3 separate regions of the Ovis aries genome follow, and regions 1 and 3 are each linked to region 2. Evidence: chromatin contacts called from public Hi-C data. All regions are on one chromosome and are shown on one strand. The core of a region is the stretch at or near the end of the contact, and the rest is flanking DNA. Distances in the headings are between cores, read along the strand shown. Region 1 has its middle 140 kb from the start of PLEKHG7. Region 2 overlaps LOC121819090 (a long non-coding RNA gene). Region 3 has its middle 260 kb from the start of PLEKHG7.

Region 1 (4,080 bases), core at 497-2,996, 470 kb before region 2:
GTCTCCAAAGCTGGAATCTAAGGGATCATGTGGTGTTAACTGTAGATGAGTGGTTCCAAGTACACTTATGAAGAATTACTTTAAAGTCATTACCTGTTTATTCAGCAACTACTTACCACTGCTTATTTTAGGATGAGCAATAGACTCCTAAACAAAAGAGGCATGGCCTCTGCCATCATGGTGAGGGAGGAAAAAAAATCAAGTAATTACACAAACGAGCGTCTAAGAACAAACTATGCTGTGTGCTATGACGGAAAGGCATAGAAAGATGGATGAGTACATCACAAGGGGACCTAACCTAATTTATCAGATCAGGAAAATCTGTTTGGAAGCAATGGTGACTGAGTAAATACCAGGAGGATGACTGTAGTTAACTGGGAGGAAGGGGAGGGACCTGGGAGAAGAAAATTCCTGGCAGAATGAAGGGCATGTGCAAAGGCCTGAAACAGAAGGAAAGAACTTTTAGTCTGTGGTCAGTAGACGCTGCTGGCCTGGGGGATAAATTTAGGTTATAGATGTTTGTTTTGGCTCACAGACTCTTCTGGAAAATTTTAAGCCTTCAAGAGGAAATGTTGCATAAATATTCTGACTTCAAGCTCCTTTCAGAAAAGCATAAGGTCTGACAACCCTCGGCCCTCAGGGCTTCATGGCACCAGTGACAAGCGCTGAGTGTGTGACCAGTTTAGGTGGGGCGTACACTGTCCATTTCACCAGTCTCTTCTGCTCATTCTTGTCTCCCCAATGCTGAAGCAAGCTTCAGTTACCATCTGTCATCATATTTGCACTGTTGCAGTTCTTATACTGGAGAATTCTTTCTTTGTATCCCTGTCTCAATAATAAATGAAAGTTAGACCAAGAGAACCATGTGCTTTCCCTCAAACTCAGCATGTACCGTATTTCTTGGTAAATGTGGGCACTTAAGTCCCCCTTCCACTCCTATTTTGGTGGAAACAGAATAAAGGCTAGTAGTACGTACCACGTTAATGGCCTAAAATATGTCGACTTTCTCCTCAACTGCAAATGCTTAGTGAGACTAAGACATGCCTTAGACACTGTGAACTCCCCACCATAATAGGCATGGAGAGCTGAATATAAATTGATTTTTAGTCACAGATATAAAAAATGCTGGTCTACATTTCTAAATGTAGGACAGTACCTGTTTTTAATTGCTACTCAATTTATTAAGCATGATAGATCATAAGATAGCCCTTGTCCCAGAAATATATGTTACTCGTTCCTTCCTTGGTCAGATAAATTTAACTTGGCATCTCCAAACCACTGCTCCTTAGCCAGACAGCACAAATTAATTCTGAACTTTTCTTAAACATTTATAAACATGTCAAGTAATGCAGACATCTCTGGTATGGTTTAAGAGTCCTGGGCTGTGATACAAGAAACCACTTTACTTTATACAATTAACACATTCCCACAGTCAGAGTGTAAATCACACCACACATTCAGAACACTAGAGAAACTCACTGAGGGAACTTGTGATGAATCATTTTGTAAAGCAGAGAATTTGAATGTAATACCCAACATCCCTCATTAATAATTTTTTGCAAGAGCAAAGGATTTAATAAAGTACATATGCATCATACATGTGATATGATGCCTCAATGTCAGTTTCCTTATTTGTAACTAAAATTAGTTGATTTTGGTGTTTGCCTTGACATCCATTCTTTCCCCATGTTGTCAGTGTGACTAAGCCCTGTTACAAGTCAAATCTTCAGCTCAGACTCAACCAGCAGAGGGTACTGTTTGAGCGTTTAAGTGGACTTCCCATCTTTGTCTTACCCATCCAAAGAAACAATTTCTGAATAATAGTCAGGGACAATATTCAATAGGCAAGTTCTGGCACGATAATAGACAGCAACGATCATGTTGCAGCATCGTTTTGCAGGAAATTACCTTTGTTCTCTGCTGCTCACAAAGGACATATGCAAAATGGACCTGTGGTTCCTGGTGGTAAATGTCTATGAAAGGTAGATGAAGAAGGTTCATAGTTACAGAGTAGAATCTCCTTCTAAATTTACCAAGTACTTATATCCCTTTTAGGTTTAGGGTTCTGAATCAAGATATCAGCCCCATGTGTTCTCAGCTTACTGGTGAATGATAATGAATAATTCCTGCAGTAGCAAATGACATAATAAAATAATCAGGCAGCCTGTGCGCATTGTAAATCAATGAGCACAGATGTCTCCAAATGGAGGGGATATTTGAAGATACTTGACATCTTGCTGAGTTCGGAACACTTGAGGGTGGGTTAGCGCCTATTTATTAAAATAAAGTGATCATCTTCCCACTCTAAAATCAAGCTCAGCATTAAATATAATTAAAAATATTGTAGAAGACTTTATCCCTTAATATTCACAGAACTTTGATCAACTTTTGTATAGTAGTGGATCACACATTTCTTAGTAAAATTTCTATGTTTGTATTTTTACATTAATAATTTAAACATTTTTATTGAAACAAAAACCACACATGATAACAACAACAAAAAAGATAAAAACCCTTGCACTAAAAAGCAGTAGTTCTCTGCCTACTCTTTCTTGTTTTCAGTCTTTTCTCAGATGCAACTTTTACCTTTTATAACGGGTTCTTTTGGTTATTTACCTCCATATCTTTAAGCAATATCCGTATACTGCTAAATCTTGGGTTATTAGTTTCGGGTATTATGTATTGTCTTTCTGTGCTGATTCATGAGAATGTAACTTGATTAAGTCATTCAATACCTAGTTTACGCATATCTCGACTTTAGATCTTTATTGGTTACCTATGCGCTTCTAGACACAATACTTACTCCTTTTGCAACTTTAAGTGAGACGCTTATTCTTTTAACAAGAGACAGTGTATTTTGTGTCCCTGTCTTTTCAGTTCTTCTCTCCCACTTCTCCCTCCCAATCTGTACCTCTTGTAATCTGTACCTCTACAATATCAAGACTGTTAAACGTTTGCCTTTCATCATCATTCTACCATCTTTGTCTATAGGTTGATTCTAAAATTGTAAGCCGGTAAGTCGTGCTTATATTGAGACTCAAGCTTGTTTATTACAGTATCACATAGTATATTATTATTATACTTCTTACACAATTTTTAATTTTTCTGGAGTTTCTAATTGTCTTTTTCTTTTTTTCTGTGGTATTTGCCTTTCTTGTGTTTGCTTTTTTTGGGTGGGGGGTCCATTCGGGGATTCTGTTAAGTTTCTCCAGAAACTACTTTCTTTTGAAGCTCTTCATCTTGCTACCCTTAATCAGTACTTGTTATGTAGGCTGGCTAACGGGAATCATCCTGGTGTTATTTTTCTTTGTTTCATCATTTCTGGAATGTGAGTCTTTTGCTTTCTTCATGGACTTCTTTCTGATGCAGTACATACTGACCAAAATTCCCTAAGAAAGGATATGTGAGATGCAACTTTTTTGATTCTTTGAATATATGAAAATCAGCACCTGCAAGTGAGATCTAAGTTCACACTTGAGTAATAATTTAATGAGATACAGAAAATATGAAATTACGCAGAATTTTAAAGGCAGTGTCTCTTTTTCTTGGTCATCTGTATTGCTGATGTGAAGTTTTGTGCCCGCTTGATTCTGATTCTTTGATGATCTGCTTTTTCTTTCTGCTTTTTTTCTTTCAGGAAAAGTTATCAACAGAGGCTTTTTTAACAGTTACTGGTGGGCAGTTCCAATCTGAAATTTTAGTCTTTCTGCTATCCAAAATGCTCCTATATTAATCCCTTCCATTTTTTCTCCCTTCCATTTTTGCTACTTACTTTCCATAACTCCTGTTAATTGCCTATTAGTTCTCCTGATTCAATCCTTTTGCCTTTAAAAATTTTGTTTTCTGGGAGAATTTCTCAATCCTGTATTCTAAAATTTCTTTTTCCTTTGACAATCATATTCTTTAAATCAAGTTTCCTTCTTAATCTGTTTGTTCTTTTTTCATAGTATATTGTTCTTGTCTTATGGATGCAATGTATTCTTCAATCTTTCTAAGGATGTTAGTGTGTCTATAACAATTTCTGTTCTTCACATTATCTCTTTTCATTTTGGAATCAGTATTTCCTGTTTGGTTGGGTTT
Region 2 (4,014 bases), core at 884-3,383:
AAGTTACTTAAAAGCAGTGCTGCAATCTTGAAGTGTGTATCCCTAACAGAATATCTGAGTCTAGTTAGGTTCTTTGATACCAGGCTTGAATTGAAGGACCCTTTAGAGCCAAATTCTGTTTTTCTCTTCTTCAACTGCTGCTGGATCATCCAGGCATAAAAGTCCTTAGTGCAAGCCTTTGGGGGAGAAACGCTCCTAGGTCAATAGTTATTCTTGTAGAAACTAACTCAACATTGTAGAGCAACTATACTCCAACAAAATTAATCAAAAAATAAAGTTATTCTTTATTTTTAAATAGTTAAAATAGTTCTTCTTTAACTTTCTTTCTACTTGGCTCTTGGGTAGAATTAGCCACTTACTGTTATGTTGGAAGTTTCTTGTGAACACCTCTTTGGAAATTAGGAAAGACTGGATTCAAGGATGGAGAAGGAAATGGCAACCCACTCCAGTATTCTTGCCTGGAGAATCCCAGGGATGGGGGAGCCTGGTGGGCTGCCGTTTTTGCGGTCGCACAGGGTCGGACATGACTGAAGCGACTTAGCAGCAGCAGCAGGGTTCAAGGAGGAGGAGAAGATGGAGGGAAAACCTATTCTCAAATATTTCTCTATCCTTTGAAGATGCCATGTGAATAAAGGAGTGAGAGGAAAGATGTGTGGTTGCAGGAGGTGACCTTGAGAAAATCCAAGTGTATTTATTTGCTAGGACTGCCATAAGAGAGTAGTTGGTTTAAACAACAGACCTGGAGACTAGAGTCCAAGCTGAAGGTGCCAACAGGGTTGACTTCTTCTAAGAGCGGTGGGGCTTCTCCGGTGGCTGAGTAAAGAATCTGCCTGCCAATGCAGGAGATGCTGGTTTGATCCTCGGGTTGGGAAGATCCCCTGGAGAAGGAAATGACAACTTACTCCAGTATTCTTGCCTAATAAATCCCATGGACAGAAGAGCCTGGCGGGCCACAGTCCATGGGGTCGCAGAGTTGGACATGATTTAGCAACTAAACAACAACAGCAGCAAAGGCTGTGTGAGAGAATCTGTTCCCCTCCTGCCTCCTGGTTTCTGAGGATTTGCTGGTCATATATAGTCTTCCTGGGCTTAGGCATGCTTCATCCTGAATTCTGCCTTCATAGTCACATAACTGTCGCCCTGTGGGCCGCCTTGTCTCTGTATCCACATTTCTCCTCTTTCACGAGGGCACAGTCATATTGGAGTAGGGCCCCACCTCATGACCTCACCTTAACGTGATCATCTGCGGCCCCATGTTTCCAAATAAGGTTACATTCACAGGTATTGGAGGTTAGGACCTCAACATCTTTGGGAGAGAACCATTCAGCTTATAACACTTGGATTGACTGGAGGTGGAAAAATCCATTTTCTTCTTCTGTACCGAACTTCGATACGGAAGTTTCGGGGCTGTGCGTGAACGTTGCCTGTTGCTCACCGTCACAACTCACCAGTGCAAAGGCTGTTCTTTTCCACCTGTCTTGTGTTTATGTTCTCCTAAATAAGATTGCATATTGCTTTGTTACTAGCAGTGTAACTTTCTCCAAGGGAACGACTGTGTATGGTTTTGGAAAAGATGAATGGAATGAAATTTTCCATTTCAAGTATGAGAAATTGATCCAAACCATATAGTACTTCAGCAAGTAAGAACTGCTTTTAGATTCTTGCTAGCTGTTCTTTCACTCACAATTCCCCATCTCCGTCCCATGCAGGCATTCACATAATTCTAAAGCACACGCATGCATCTGCGTGCAGACAGACAGACAGACACACACACACAGAAAGTATGGTTTCCCAAAAGAAGACCTTGCTTTGGTCTGAAACAAGGCTACCCAAACAAGGTATTCATTTTCATTCCTCTGATGTAAAAGATTTCTTTTATCTTTTTTTTTTTCTGTTGTCTGTTTGGTTTTGTGTGTACGTGCGCGTGTGCACGTGTGTTTTATTACCCTCCACTGGTAGGTGATCGTCTCTTAGATGCCCAACCAGCTGTCTGCCGGCAGTAGAGGAAAAAGATAAACCCCTACTGGTTTCCCCCAGAGAAAACCTGCTTTATCTCAAGGAGCCGAGCTGCCAGGTGGGGTTGAGTAAACTCTGGGGTTACGATACAGTTGAGGCACAAAGTTCACCACCAACGTAAACCAGCCAGCCCAGTTCTGCTTTTTAATGTGCTCTAAACTGACAGAACTGAGCAATGTAAACAAGGGTGAAGCAATAGCTTCAGGAGCAAAAGGGGCCGAGATCTATTGACGACTAGTGGGTGAATTGGCTGCTTTAGCATCCTTATGCTTGGAATACCATTTTGTTAACTTGCCCACAAAACTTACTAGGAAATTAAGGCTGAGAGGGGAGAAGGTATGTGGAAATTTTAAGAGAGAAATTGTCCGTTGCCTGCTGGGCTTACAGAGTTAGAAGGACTTTATTATTAGAGCAACCACTTCAACCATCTTGCCTTACTTAGGCGAGGAAACTGACACTCGGGTAAATTAAATGCATGGGGCTGTATGCTTTAACGCAAAGTTTTGGGACCTTGGGTCGGTGTCTCTAACTTTGTAAATGGAGATACTAATAGGTGAACACTGTAGGTGATGGGTTGTTATGGGCCTTTAATGAGAGAGCACGGTCTGCGTTCCTAATGTGTCACCTTGTGAGCTACCTTTCCTCCTTAGGCCGGGATTACTCAGCTAATTAGTCCCAGAAGAGGGACTTGACATCATTTCTTAGCTGGATGTTTTACCTTTGCCTGTGTTACCTCAGCTAAGAAGCACATGATTTTGGAAATCCCCAGAAGAATGAGCTCTACGGTTAAATGAAAAAGCTCTTTCCAAATAGTTGTTTCCAGCGGCTCCACCAGCAACTTTCGCCAGAGCTGTTAATAATTAACCAAGGGGAGTGACTGGATGGAAACTTATCCAGGCCTCTCCAACGTGTTGTTTGCCAGAAACGGCGTGAGAGGCAGCCAAAAGAAGGATGAGAGGAGAAAGCCAGGGGCCTGTGAAAACACGTGTGTGATCGAACGTCCTGGCTCTTGGACAGATGGAGCCGTGAGACACAGAAGCACTTTCTCCATTTGTGTGTTTACGGGTTCAGGACCTCATTTCAGATCCAGAAGAGTGGACCAAGGCTCTCGGTTTTCTCAGTGGTGTTTACTTACTCGATAGATAAAACTGATTAGTGACTTTCTGCAGCTTTATCTGAATCCCAGTCACTGTTTTGATGCTGTGACCTTAGTAAGGGATCACATACAGTGGGTTTTGGAAGAGAATGGGGACGAATGGAGGGAGCAGGAGAGAAGGAGTGTGTTTGAGCATCAGGCATTGTTGTCCATGCTCTGGTGCTTGGCAATGCTGCATCGAGACCGGAGGTCAAAGAATGCTTAAGCTAGATACAAAAATAGAAGAAGAACCGAGGACCCCTGACTTCTCTCTAAAACACCAGTGAAGAAATTGTTCAGTGCCAGTGGTGGGCTGCCAGGTGAAGCCTGTGTCCCTAACTTTGCTCACTTTCACTGTTTAGTTCCACTGAGCAGTTGGTAACATGGCTATGTCACTGGAAGCTGTCTTTTCTCAGGAATGATCAGACGCTTGTCCAACAATGTCAAAGTAAGGCCAGATCGTTTTCCCACCCAGTTTCAGAATGAGAGGTCAAAGTGCTCCAGGTGATGTGAATTGATAGCCACCCCAAGTTATCAAACACTCAGAGGCTGTCCGGGCCACCACCGTGCAACAGTTGCTCAATGGTTCCTTGTTGAGCAAATAAGTGACGGAAGAGGCTAATGATGAAGGCCGTTGCCCTTGATTTAGATGACTCACACCAACCTTGACTTGTTGGGCAACTATCCTTTTATTGATGGTAACTTGTTGAATTCCACTTTTAAATCCAGACACTAAAGAAAACAAAGCACTATCACTAAGAAGCAAATGAGATGGATGATTTCATTTGAATTTTTCAAATGTTCAGCTCTCACGTTACAGAAGTTTAAGTGGGACTCCTCTCTTGTTGAAAAGAAAGATATTA
Region 3 (4,054 bases), core at 511-3,010, 350 kb before region 2:
CACCCAGACCCTACTGAGAGACTTTGTTTCCACTGGTCTAGGTTGGAGTCAAACTGAAACCGGGCAATTCTAATGTGCAGCCAGTGTTGAGAACCACTGATTTATTGTAGACCTTATGACATATTATATTAAAAGCTTTGTGTTTATCTTCTCCCAGATTAAGTTTCTTGAGGACTGGAATTATTTTATATTAAGAGACATGTCTTCTGATATTTAAAAACGCCAAATACTAGGAGGTGCCCAATAAGTCATTTGTGAAGAATGAATGAATAATTAGTATATACATATCTCAACCTCCCTTTCACTTATGTTTAGAAGCTCATTTATGTGCAGTGCAGTTGCTCAGAGTAAGAAACTGTGGAAAATAGAATTGATATGGGTCCCAGGTGTTTGGGGACAAAAGATACATTCTAAGAGAGGTGTCTGAGGAAACACAATAAGGGCTGAAAGAAAACCTGGGAAATTTTGAATTAATTAATAGCAGGTGCTAAAAGACAAAACCAACCATGCAATCTGACCTGAATAGAATTTGGGAAGAGAGGCTAATGCAAGAGATTCTGGGCTGGAAATCAGAAGGGAACAACCAACTTAACATGTAGGAGACTGAGAAGCAATTAAATTCTCCCTACACAGGATAGAAATACAAGACACATGGACTCTCTCCAGAAGAGACTTAGCTTTCCCTTAAGTCCAGAGGCTATAAGTCAAGGTACCCTAGTAGCTTGAAGGCGAGCCTGCACAGCAAGATGTTGAGCATCCCTGGACATGTTTTGTGGCTCATAGTATGTGCTCAGTGCTTTATATATTTTCCCACATAATATGCAGGATTAGGCTTATGAAGGAGCCTTTATCTTAACAAGTTTTATAGATGAGGACACTGACGTTTAGGAGAACTAAGTCCCAAGCCACCTATATTACAATGGGTAAATGTCACCTCTTACATGGCCAGTGAACCTTCCTGATCAGATGATTCTCTGTGGAGGGGAGTTACTTGAAAATATGGAAGGATGGACAAGAGCTCCAGAGTCTCAATCCAAGAAGAGAGGTTTCTCCTTCAGGTCTTGCCAGTGGACCAGGAGATAGCAGGTAGAAGGAACCTTCTGTGGATGGTTGGTGTGTGTTTTGATTTTAAAGAAACGCCTATTTGTGTGTGCCCAGCACCATGAAGTAGCCTTGGACAGTGAGAACACAATGCTGTCCACTTCTGGACTCGTAGTGCACGTATTTGTGAAAGTGTGTGCCCTTTTTCAGAAGAGGGAAGATGAAAGAGAACACTTGGAATCTTTCAGTGATTCTACAAGATGGAAGAGTGTTTAGGTATAAAGTTTGGACTGTTTTTATTTTAAAGAATGACCTATGAATTCATTACTTTCATAACATGGGATTTTGGTTTTACTTTCTATAATAAGTCATCAAAATTTTAGTCTTGTAATATTTGGTTTCCCATTTTAAGCGGAATTCCCACTCCCACAGTCTCCCTCTTGACTATTGACAGTCTGTGTTTCAGGAAGCTTCTTCTCTCTCATCTTAATAAACTTTTAAGTTCCAAAACAAAGTCTGATCTTAACTATTAGTTTAACCAATCAGTTTAGTCTGTCTACATAATGGTGCAATGAAGATGCTTGCAGATATTGATTCCCTAAAGTCAACTTCCCTTACCAGTCAGCTGTGATGACTAGTTCGTCTGGAATAGTTCCTGCAGTTCCAGCCTTTGTGCCAAGCACGTTGCAGCTGCTGGCCTTCCCCTCAGCCCTGTACACAATTCCCGTCTGTGGAAACTATAATCACCTGCTGGAAGAGATACTTGCTTGTCCACACTGCAGGAGGAGGCTGGAGTTGGGACATTTCTTTGGCTTGCTGGGAAATAACCTGGACTTTAAACTTAGCTGAACCTAGGTTCAAATACTGACCTTGCTGTTTGTAAGCACTTTCAGGGCTAAGGGAAGCTCAACAAATGTTGCTTTCCTCCCTGTCTGCCTTTGAGAAACAGTGCAACCTTCTTTCCAGTGGATCATTTCTGTGATCCAACCACATGGACATTCCGTCCAGCACATCCACACCAAGAGCACGTGGTTATGGATTGTGCTCTCTGTTGCCTTTGGTTCTTTCTCACAAAGCCTGCATTTCAGAAACAGCTCGTGAACAGTCTGTATTTCACAGTGATTTTTTAATCTCACCTTTCTCTAGATGTGGATGTTCTATGACTCCTGGCTTCCTGACATGTGAAAAAATATGTTCCTTCTCTCAGTCTGTGTCTCCTGATAACAAGTTCAGATGAGCCTTTTCTAAATAATGAAAGAAAAGGTGGCCACCACAGGCTTTTATAACTGACCTTATTTCAGAATTCGGTTGGTAACTCTTAACTCACTTTCCAGAGAGAGGCAGTGTGTATGTGTGTGTGTGTGTGTGTGTGTGTGTGTGTGTGTGTGTGTGTGTGTGTTAGTCACTCAGTCATGTCTGACTCTTTGCAACCCCATGGACTGTAGCCTGCCAGGCTCCTCTGTCCATGGAATTCTCCAGGCAAGAATACAAGAGTGGGTTGCCATTTCCCTCTCTAAGGGATCTTCCTGACCCAGGATTGAACCCAGGCCTTCTGCATTGCAGGAAGATTCTTTCCCATCTGAGCCACCAGGGAAGCTAAGAATCTCTCTAGAGGTAGTCAAAACAAGTGGCAGTGCCTAACCTTGGCATGTTCCCTGGCCCTCTGTGGTCCTGTGTTTGATCCTCTTTGTGAAAGGCAGATAGTGTTATGTGACATCTAAGGTTCCTTCCTCCTCTAAACCTTCCAGCCTCTAACCCCAGGCTACTGCTTGCTGATTTATAAGACAATATATTGACTTGCCTGAAGATATTAAATGGCAAATATTTAAGAACTCTGGTCCTTCTCCACTTCTTTATGTCTAGGTTATAAAATTATGGTAATGATTACTTTTTCATTACTCACCTCATCCCATAAAACACCTCTCACTACATAAATGCACATAGGCTTTTTTCAACAACTACTACTCATTTTGTTGAAGGGAATCAGGTCCTTGATAAAGGCCAGTAAGAGAGCACCAGCTTTCTGCTAGTAGACTTTACATTCTCTCTGGGCAAAAGGTTTACTGTGGCTGAGACCAATACAGCGTCATCCAGTGGTCCTCTCCTAAGGGAGAGTTACCAACTACTCATTGCTGCTGCTGCTGCTGCTGCTAAGTCACTTCAGTCGTGTCTGACTCTGTGCGACCCCATAGATGGCAGCCCACCAGGCTTCCCCATCCCTGGGATTTTCCAGGCAAGAACACTGGAGTGGGTTGCCATTTCCTTCTCCAATGCATGAAAGTGAAAAGTGAAAGTGAAGTCGCTCAGTCGTGTCCAACTCTTTGCGACCCCGTGGACTGCAGCCTACCAGGCTCCTCCATCCATGGGATTTTCCAGGCAAGAGTACTGGAGTGGGGTGTCATGGCCTTCCCCAGACTACTCATTAGTTGCCCCAAATGCTGGTAACATGTGCCACGAGGTTGAGGAGAATAGAAGGAACATTTACCAGAAAGAAAATTTAGACATAATAGGTTCTTCCTTCTGGGTCTCCCCCTCTATTGCTACTGTTAAACTGAAACCTTTTACATTGAAATCTTGTTTTCCTTTTTTTATACTCATGACCACGCTTCAAAGCAAGTCTTATACCTCCTTTGCAGCTGAGAATATGGAGGCTCTGAGATGTTAATGAATATCCCAAGCTCACCCAGGTCTCTGGCTATAAAACCTGTGTTTATTTAATGTCATTAACATGACCCCTGCCAGGAATTCCTAAATGTGTCTAAAATGGATTAAAAACAAACTGGGATGTTTAGGATATGGAGAAACCCTGAAATGATCACATCTCTAAGGCAGGCCTACCATAATGTTGTTTTCCACATTTGCAAAGTTTCAAGGAGGTACCCTGTGAACTGGAAGCAAATACTGAGCTATTTAACACCCCTATATCAAGAGGGTTTTGAATCCTTTTCCCCAGTAGATTCACAGAAGTCAGGCATTATTTGAGATGTAATAGTAATGGATGCCATTGATTGAA

What was found. A called contact is a pair of places that touch in the nucleus more often than the background predicts.
Region 1: a contact with region 2 is called in a Hi-C map of mixed tissues, with 4 times the contacts expected there. The contact joins two enhancer-like sites. A contact is called at or near these places in 3 of 16 Hi-C or Micro-C datasets (liver, mixed tissues and skin fibroblasts).
Region 3: a contact with region 2 is called in a Hi-C map of liver, with 4 times the contacts expected there. The contact joins two enhancer-like sites. A contact is called at or near these places in 2 of 16 Hi-C or Micro-C datasets (liver and mixed tissues).

What each region holds. Positions count from the first base shown.
Region 1 is chr3:128,938,412-128,942,491 of ARS-UI_Ramb_v3.0, reverse strand. No RefSeq gene overlaps it. Among named protein-coding and RNA genes, the nearest start is that of PLEKHG7, 140 kb to the left of the region's middle. Within about 2 kb of position 1,746, at least 16 of the 54 cell types and tissues checked have an H3K27ac peak or open chromatin away from gene starts, as enhancers often do.
Region 2 is chr3:128,468,705-128,472,718 of ARS-UI_Ramb_v3.0, reverse strand. LOC121819090 (a long non-coding RNA gene) reads left to right here. Exons shown (of 5, transcript XR_009600206.1): 4 at 1-4,014. Among named protein-coding and RNA genes, the nearest start is that of BTG1, 68 kb to the left of the region's middle. Within about 2 kb of position 2,133, at least 19 of the 54 cell types and tissues checked have an H3K27ac peak or open chromatin away from gene starts, as enhancers often do. A contact at or near this core is called in liver, where this site is marked.
Region 3 is chr3:128,818,752-128,822,805 of ARS-UI_Ramb_v3.0, reverse strand. No RefSeq gene overlaps it. Among named protein-coding and RNA genes, the nearest start is that of PLEKHG7, 260 kb to the left of the region's middle. Within about 2 kb of position 1,760, at least 3 of the 54 cell types and tissues checked have an H3K27ac peak or open chromatin away from gene starts, as enhancers often do. A contact at or near this core is called in liver, where this site is marked.